Linked DNA regions of Pan troglodytes: region 2 is linked to region 1. A link is a contact called in public capture Hi-C data. All regions are on one chromosome and are shown on one strand. Each heading gives the region's core, a stretch centred on a gene start, on an enhancer-like site or on the middle of the called end of the contact. The rest is flanking DNA. Distances are from core to core; before and after follow the strand shown.

Region 1 (4,304 bases), core at 835-3,334:
GTGATGTGCAGAGGAACAGAGGGGATGCCAAAGAGGGAAACACGGGGTGAAGAGACATAATTGCAAGACAGGAAGTCAAGGGCATTCACGACAAAGGGTGTGGAAGAGAAACATGCAGGATACAGCAGAAGAGAAACGGATGTGATCCTTTCAAACCTAACTAGGTAGGGAGATCTATCTACATCTACCAAAGTAGATGAAACACTTAGGAATGAATATTGCCAAGCCTGTGGAAAGAAAAAACCCAACCCATGCTGAAACTCAGTGATGGGGAGGGGAGAGTGCAGGCAAGAAGGCAAGAAAATGGCAGTCTAACGTGCCACCCGGGATCTCATTCAGAGGGGTCACCTTGTCCCGCCAGGTGACCCTTGCCATGGAGCCTGGTACTGCAATGATTCCATTCCTACTTCATTTACTACATCAGCTACCACAACACTCCAAAGCTACACGCAGGTTGCAAGGCCAACAAAATACAAAAATAGGTGATATACAGATGATGTTCATCAGCACTGAATTCAACTAAAATTATCTCACAAAATGATCTTGTCCCCCTCAAAGCTCCACTACTCCCACAGAAATTACAAGTGCACAGTGGGAAATAGTTCATGTAGAATTTCTTGAATTCTACTGGAGGCTGCCTCACTCAACACATGACTCACGTAAACCACTGTAGCTCAATATCTTAACCTGAGCTGAGTGTTCTGGGGCTGACTGTTGCCAGTTTGATTTTCCTCTGTACAATGCTGAGCATTAAATTGAAGTCATCAACATCTTTAGAAAATCAGCAATTGTATACGTAAAGTTATCCACAAGTAATGAGCAGTTACAGCAAAATACAACACAGGTGAAACAATAAGGAAATTCTTTTTTTTTTTTTTTGAGATGGAGTCTCGCTCTGTCGCCCAGGCTGGAGTGCAGTGGTGCGATCTCAGCTCACCGCAACCTCCCAGGTTCACGCCATTCTCCTGCCTCAGCCTCCCGAGTAGCTGGGACTACAGGCGCTCACCACCACGCCCGGCTAATTTTCTGTACTTTTAGTAGAGACGGGGTTTCACTGTGTTAGCCACGATGGTCTCGATCTCCTGACCTCATGATCCACCTGCCTCGGCCTCCCAAGGTGCTGGGATTACAGGCATGAGCCACCGTGCCCGGCCAGGAAATTCTTTAAACAGCTATTGCAGTGCGAAGCATAAACTATAAGCTAGCCTAACTTTAGGGATCAAGTAGAAAACAGGCAATTAAAATACAAATCTAAGTCACCCACAAACAGGAATACCATACATTCTTTAAAATAATGAATAAGAATGGTTGGCTTAGAGAAACATAAATTTTTCTAGATCACTTACATATCCTAATTATGCTCCCTTGGAATTACGGAAACTTGTTCATTGTGTGAGGAGAGCCCCTGGTGGCAGAGAAAGGGTCACTGGTGCATTCTGGGGACAAGAAAAGTCTAACCCCCTGTGAAAAATGTGGTAGGGGAGATACAGAAAAGAGAAGGGCCCTGGGCACACCCAGGAATCACACACACAGTCTCATGCAATTCCTGTGGCTTCTTTGATGATCTTCCAACCAAATTATTTTAACCAAGCATTCTAATGAAATGGAAAAACTTATCAGGAGTACAAACACTAAAAGTCAAAAATATCTTCTAAACGGTCAAGTTAAATGCACTTAACCAAAGCCTGATAGTATTCCTAATAAAATTATGTGGGACTAAAAAAATCATTCTATTTTACCCAGTACCTTTAAACAATCCCCAAATGAGAAGCTTAAAATAAGAAACGTGTGCAGCTCTGTAGCACAAAGGAGCTAATCTTATTTTTAAAAAGAGCGTATATTCACCACTACACGAAATATTAAAACTGCCTCACGGCCTCTTGCTATTGATGTCTGATAAAGTGGATCATTACCGTTGGTTCCTCACCACCCGTGACAGTTGATGAACGCGCTCTCCCAGCTGGGGCACTGGGCTGTGAATGATAATTTACATCAGTGAAACGCACTTAGGGGATGAGCCCCTGCTGTCTGAATCAGGGCCCACTGCTGTGGCAGCGCTGTAAGGCAGGTGACATGAGATCAGAATCCCTGAAACCCACCCTGTCCAGACAAAGCCAGCAGTCGCTGATGACCAGTAGCACAAAGGAAGCGTGACCCCTATGCCACCCAAGGTGGCTCATCCTTGACCTGGGTAAACAATGACAACCTCAAAAGAGTGAGCTGCCTTAGAGAAAAATGGAAAGCTGGTCTGGTTTTGCCTGCCATTGTCAAATAATTAGCAGATTCTGAAATCTCCCCAACCTCAAAACTCAAGAGGCCACTGGTGATCAGTGAGTTTACAGCATCAGAAAGTACAAAGAAAGAGGGAGGAATCACCAGTTTCCAGGAAAGTGAGTTCTTTGGGAAATAAAATTGACATTGATTTTGAAAAGGAGAGAAAGTGCCATTCGTTCAAGGAAAATCACAGATCATGAGGTTGAGAAGGATCCTACCAGTCCATCTCAGTTGATTGTTTTGTTTTTGGGGGCCCTGTACTGAAACCATCCCAGAAAAGACGCTCTTATCAAGCTTATTATTAAGTCTCTCCAGTGTAAGTCACAAATGACTCTATTATTTTGACTGCTTCCTTGACTAGTATACTCATTAATTTTTTCTCAAACATAAAAAATTAAAACCTAGGCCAAAATATCCTTTGAAGTCAAGAAAAAACATACATGAGAGGGAAGACACTGTGATTTCAAAAACCTTAAATGCACTTTTCCCCCTTCAAATTCATACATAATACATTATTAGTCTTAAAAATGATCAAGGTTTTGTAGCAACAGACAAAAACTGTCAAGGTAAAATATCAAATTGAACACATTAAAACCACATATTTTCACCTCCAAAAGAAGAAACAAATTTATGTAAAATTTCTTATTTTTAATGTGTACATCAAACATCTCTCAAGGCAGTTCTAGTCTGCCTTCCAACTTGAATATTTCTTTTTACATACATCAGATGTTACAAAATCCCCTACACTTCTACATTTGCTGATAGCTATTAAAATGATGAGAGAGTTGGAAAGAATTATAGCCAATTCCTGGTGAGCAGAGCTGCCTTTAAAGAGAAGGTACAGAGACTCTGTAGAGTTCAGACTTCAGGTCATTAGGAAGGGAAAGGAACATGTGGACGGTCGGTCGCCCAGAAGAGTTCTTCCTGGTTAAAGGGACTCAATGTGTTTTCAAAGTACAGATCACTGGAGCATAACTATAGTAACTCAATAAGGTAAAAGGAATTACTAACTAAAGTACCAAGAAGTTTAAGTGAGCAAATCAAAATTGGTATAAATTTGGGTGAAAAACTAAAGCAATGGAGGTTCCAGCATTTTAGAGATGGGTGGCAGTAACAATTCTCTGTATTGGAAATCCACTTTCCTAGGGCAATTGGCCAGGAAATTTAAAAACATCTCATTTATATGGTAAATAAATTTACACAGGAAAAACTCTTTGTGCAGCAGCCCAGATGATTGTAAATGAAAGCCCAAAAAGTCAATTGATGACTGGAAATTAGCATGGGTTACCGGTGGTAGATGGCCCTGTTCTGCAACTGCGTCGGTGACACTGCATGACCTCAACCTTGAGGAGGGTTCTCTTTGCTGGAAGGAGAGGAAAAGACAGGAAGCATCAAGAAATATATTCTTAAAAGCAACTTTCATTGGTTTAACAAATATATCACTCAACCATATTCACCGCTCTTCGATATTAGAAGGTAATTAAATGAAACATCTTTTCAGAACAAGGACAGTCATCCTTGAAAAAGTTATCTTTCACTTTAATTTTCAGTTAAGCAGACTGGAATTTTGATTGGTCCTTAGAATTAGTGGCAAAAATAAGAGGAGACCAAAACTTTCAGAAAGGAGACTCAACAGGACTTTGCAACCCTCTAATGCTGCTTTACAAACAGAAAGAAGCTAGCAGTCTTGTAGTTTGCTTTAAGATGCACCCTCAGGGTAAATTTTAATGTGATGTGAATAGACGGAAAAAGAGGAAGAAATAGTGATATGTGGCTACCCAACATTTATTGATTATTACAATTGAGAAAGAGTCAGTTGCATCCTATATTCAGAGGAGCTCAGACATCATCTTGGCCTACTTCTGAAAGATCTGGTATTTATAATTTTAGCTGCTCTTTTTTTTTTTTAAATATAGAGTCTTGTTCTATTGCTCAGGCTGGAGTGCAGTGGCGTGATCTCAGCTCACTGCAACCTCTGCCTCCCAGGTTCCAGTGATTCTCTTGTCTCAGCCTCCTGAGTAGCTGGGACT
Region 2 (4,304 bases), core at 463-2,962, 420 kb before region 1:
CCGGTGAGCTAGTCTCTGAGGTCCCCTTTAGGAATTGGTAAATGACACAGCCCCGAAAGGAGAGGGACTTGGAGAAACCCAATGCTGGCTGGGGTGGCAGACTTGCCCCTGAAGCCTTTGGGTTGGACCCAGCTTTGTGGCAGCTTCCCCGCCCATCTTCCCAGGCTTAGCTCCCACGTGCCCTCTGCCCTCTAGTCTCGTCTATTGCTCTGCCCCTAGTGCTGGCCCCAGAGGTCCCCAGCCTTCCTGCTGAAGTGCCTCGGCTCCTGAGGAATGGAGTCCAAGCTTCCTCACATTCAGCCAGCAGCACTGGCCTGGGGCATGGATCACATACCCTTTGGGGAGCGGGTGAGTCCTCCAGGACTAGGTCCCGCACTGCTCCACTGTCCTCTCACAGCCCCACTTGGATTATCTATTTGGAGATGGGCTCAGGAAGTCTCAGCTCTAGGCTTGCTGGTGACCCCAGGCCCTGTGGCATCTGGTCAGGAAGCTTCTGTGCAGTGTAGGCCAATAGCCAGCCTCCCTTTTAAGTGGCATTTTGAAAGCCAGCTGCTCCCATTGGCTCACCTGAAGACATCCCTTCTCCTGCCTCTCCTCAGCAGGGGCCTGCCTACAGGGTAGCTCAGCCGAGCAGAGCATCATGGAATGGTCTTCCTTATCCTCCTTCTCGACATCATTTGGTGACGTTCTTTTCAGTCTACAGGCAGAATCAATCCTATCTAATAATGGTTGTGGTTTCCACAGCCCTCAGCCCTCCACTCTCTGTTGGCCAGTCTAGCTTGGACCTTGGTGGCCAGTGTTGGCCACATGCTGCCAACAAGGGGCCAGGACACGAAAATGCCAGAAAAGGTAATTTTGCGAGTCACACCGTGGGTCAGGCCTGAGTGTGAAGTCAGCTTACATAGCTAGAATGGCTCCAAGGCAAGTCTGCGAGCTGAGTAAATGAATTACTGTAGCTAAAGCAAACTGTCAGAAAGCACCTCGGGCAGCAGACATTGGCAGGGTCCTGTAAGTGCTGTCCAGGACAGAGAGACTCACTCTTAGCTTGGAAGCATTCAGCCTCACTGGCAAGGTTGGCCAATGAGAGGGACATTTGGCTCATCTTAGCCTGCTGTCATTAACCATCAGGTTCATCTAGACGATCCCCTCCCCGCCCCACCCCGTGTTCCTTTTGTGCTCATAAAGCCTTGGGCTATGATGTGGCTTTCTGCACGTATACTTCCAGGAAGAGCGTGTCTCAGCATGCCAACCCTGTGTACCCCCTATCTGACCTTCCCCCAACAAGCACACTTCTCCCTTGCAGGTGAGAGTGCCACTGCACACCTTGAAACTGTATCCCCCACAAAGCTATAACTGGGCCAGGTGATGCCAAAGTACAAAACCAGGTTTTCAGACACTTAATACCTAGTTAGCAATAACAACTGATTCCAATGGGAAGATACCACATGGTGCTTCGCCTTGTTAATAACACCTGCTAGCAAGCCACATCTTGAATGACAAAGCTGATTTGGGGGCCAAGTTTGGTGCTGTTTGCTCCAGGGGCCCGAACTGCAGGTCAGGACCTGCTCATATGGCCTTTCCCTGTCACCAGCAGCTCACACTGGCTGACAGTGTGGAGTCCAGTGGCCTGGACTCCCTCCAGGCCAGACGCCTCCAGCCCTCACTGTGCAGTCAGGAAGCTTTTCTTCCCCTTTTCTAAGGGCTGCGGTCTCCCAAAGGCGCCCAGCTGGTGTGGGGTACGGCTGTGTGGGGGGAGAATCTCAAAGCAAACGGCGGGGTTTAACGCAGACCAAAGCTTACCTGGAAAGGCAATGTGGAAAACAGTGGGGAACCCCAAGGCTGCCGCTCCAACAAGGGGCTACTCTGACGTTTGAAAACCACTAGACAAAGATGTGAGGTCAACTGTCTGACCAGGAGATTGGGAAGGAAACAAAGCCGCTTACCCAAGTTGGAGCATAACATAAAGAATGCTGAGGTTAGATGGCAATGTAGGAACCCACATCTGGCAAGAATAGATGTTTATGTCATAAACACAGACTATAAAAACTGTCAGCCTTTGAGGGAGTCACTGTCTTTGTAATGTAGAAATAACCAGTCTGTACAGACTTCGAAGTGGTAAAACTAAAGCTTAGGAAAATATTTTTAAAATATTAACAATTTCCCTAGCAGAACAGCCTGCTGTATTGAGCATAATGTAGCAACATTAACTTCAGGTCAAATCCTTTGGAAATGTTTTCAATGTGACCTAAAAGTATATTTAGAGATGTACTTCTGCTCCTATAATGTTTCAGTATTTTAAAAGTGTTTTTCATGGAAGAATGAAATATTAAGACACTGTTGTGTACTTTTCCTGTTATGGTATAAGCAGCAGCAGTACTGTGGACAAAACACCCCGCTCTGGTCTGGGTCTGAATCATCCTGGCTCTGCCCTTACTAGCTGGGTTATCCTGGAGGGTATAGTAACACCTCTGGTTAGCCTAACAATCAGTTCATCTATAAACTGCAAGGCTGTTTTAAATAAGACTGTGTGTAAAATGTTTAAACCTAGCACACAGAAAGGCATTCCATCTGCTACCCTGGTGCCTAATTAGCAACTTATTAATGTAGAAATACTCATCCAATCATTTTTAGTATCTAAAATGCTATTTATCAACTAAACTCAAGCATGATGAAAAAAAGTGGGAATTCAGATTTAGAGGCAGAATCAGCTTTACTAATTTTGTAACAGAATAAGCACTCTGTAATGACACTGTACTTCTAAACTGAAGACTCCTTACGAAAAGTTAAAAATGTGTTCTTAAAACAAATGTATTGAAGCTGAGCATATTTACATTACACAATTGTGCATATCTGTATATTAAAATTATACAGTCATTGTTCACTGTGTAAAATCTGCAAGATACAGGTAAACAAGCAAAGAAAAATTATCCCACCAGAGATAAATGCTGTTAATCTTTTAGTAAATTACCTTTAGAGCTGTTTTGCGGGATAGATACATAACACAAACTGGTGGCATTAAATCTGCATGCTTTTTGAAAAGTGATTCTGGAGTGAATAAAAATTGCAACTTTAGAAGATATACACTGCCGGCCGGGCATGGTGGCTCACGCCTGTAATCCCAGCACTTTGGGAGGCCGAGGCAGGCAGATCACTTGAGGTCAGGAGTTTGAGACCAGCCTGGCCAACACAGTGAAAACCCATTTTAGTAGATACTACTAAAACTACAAAAATTAGCTGGGCGTGGTGGTGTGTGCCTGTAATGCCAGCTATGCAGGGGGCTGAGGCACGAGAATCGCTTGAACCTGGGAGGCGGAGGTTGCAGCGAACCAAGACGTGCCACTGCACTACAGCCTGGGAGACAAAGTGAGACTCAAAAGACAACAACAAAAAAACAAATTAAAAAAACACTCTATACTGCCTACAGGTATAGCTTTAAGAATGCCAGATTTAAAGCACAAGGTTGATGGGTTGATGCTTTTCAAAATGCTGGCACTTTAGAGGAATGGTCTTATTTAGTACTGCCAGCTCTGGAAAGTATTATAAGCTCTTTGATGTTACAGCATCATCCCCATTTTACAGATAAGGAAACAGAAGCACAGGCAAGTTAACTCTTTGAGCCACGCTATTAGTAAGGGCTGAAACCTGAGGTGTCTCAGACTCCTTCTTCATAAAGCCAAACTTTGATGCTTAAGTATTTTTAATGCTACCAAATTAGAAAAAAAGAGAATATGCACATTTACACATTTTCATATTCTGATTGTACTCCTTTACTAATATTTTATTTTTGAGACAGCGTCTTGCTCTGTCGTCCAGGCTGGAGTGCAGTGGCACAATCTCTACTCACCGTAACATCTGCCTTCTGGGCTCAAGCGATCGTCCCACTTCAGCCTCCTGAGTAGCTGGGACTACAGGTGTGTGCAACTATGCCCAGTTAATTTTTGTTTTTGCTTTTTTTTTTTTGGTAGAGATGGGGTTTCACCATGTTGCCAAGGCTAGTCTCAAACTCCTGGGTTCAAATGATCTGCTTACCGCAGTCTCCCGAAGTGCTGGGATTACAGGTGTGAGCCACCATGCCCAGGGTTTCAGTGTCAAACTCCGAATTTGAATGACAATGTCAAACTGAGAAACAGGATGAAATGCACAAAAGTAATGTGTAAATTGAGTAGCTGACATCAGTTGACAGATAAAAGTAATGACAGTATATAAGCGTCAGGTGAATGTTCAAGGAATAGGAAACAACATTGTCAGGACGTCTGTTTGGAAAAAAACCCTTAAAAGTAAAATTACATACATCAGATTTTATC

What was found. Capture Hi-C pulls out chosen DNA fragments and counts their contacts.
Region 2: a capture Hi-C map of stem cell-derived neural stem cells shows a contact between it and region 1, with 2.3 times the contacts expected there. The contact joins two enhancer-like sites. A contact is called at or near these places in 1 of 7 Hi-C or Micro-C datasets (stem cell-derived neural progenitor cells) and 1 of 1 other capture datasets (stem cell-derived neural stem cells).

The regions. Positions count from the first base shown.
Region 1 is chr17:68,399,146-68,403,449 of NHGRI_mPanTro3-v2.0_pri, reverse strand. It overlaps NEDD4L (NEDD4 like E3 ubiquitin protein ligase), which reads right to left. Exons shown (of 31, transcript XM_001140979.7): 12 at 3,563-3,637; 13 at 1,914-1,973. Among named protein-coding and RNA genes, the nearest start is that of MIR122, 120 kb to the left of the region's middle. Within about 2 kb of position 2,084, at least 1 of the 24 cell types and tissues checked has an H3K27ac peak or open chromatin away from gene starts, as enhancers often do. A contact at or near this core is called in stem cell-derived neural stem cells, where this site is marked.
Region 2 is chr17:68,817,224-68,821,527 of NHGRI_mPanTro3-v2.0_pri, reverse strand. No RefSeq gene overlaps it. Among named protein-coding and RNA genes, the nearest start is that of MALT1-AS1, 83 kb to the right of the region's middle. Within about 2 kb of position 1,712, at least 3 of the 24 cell types and tissues checked have an H3K27ac peak or open chromatin away from gene starts, as enhancers often do. A contact at or near this core is called in stem cell-derived neural stem cells, where this site is marked.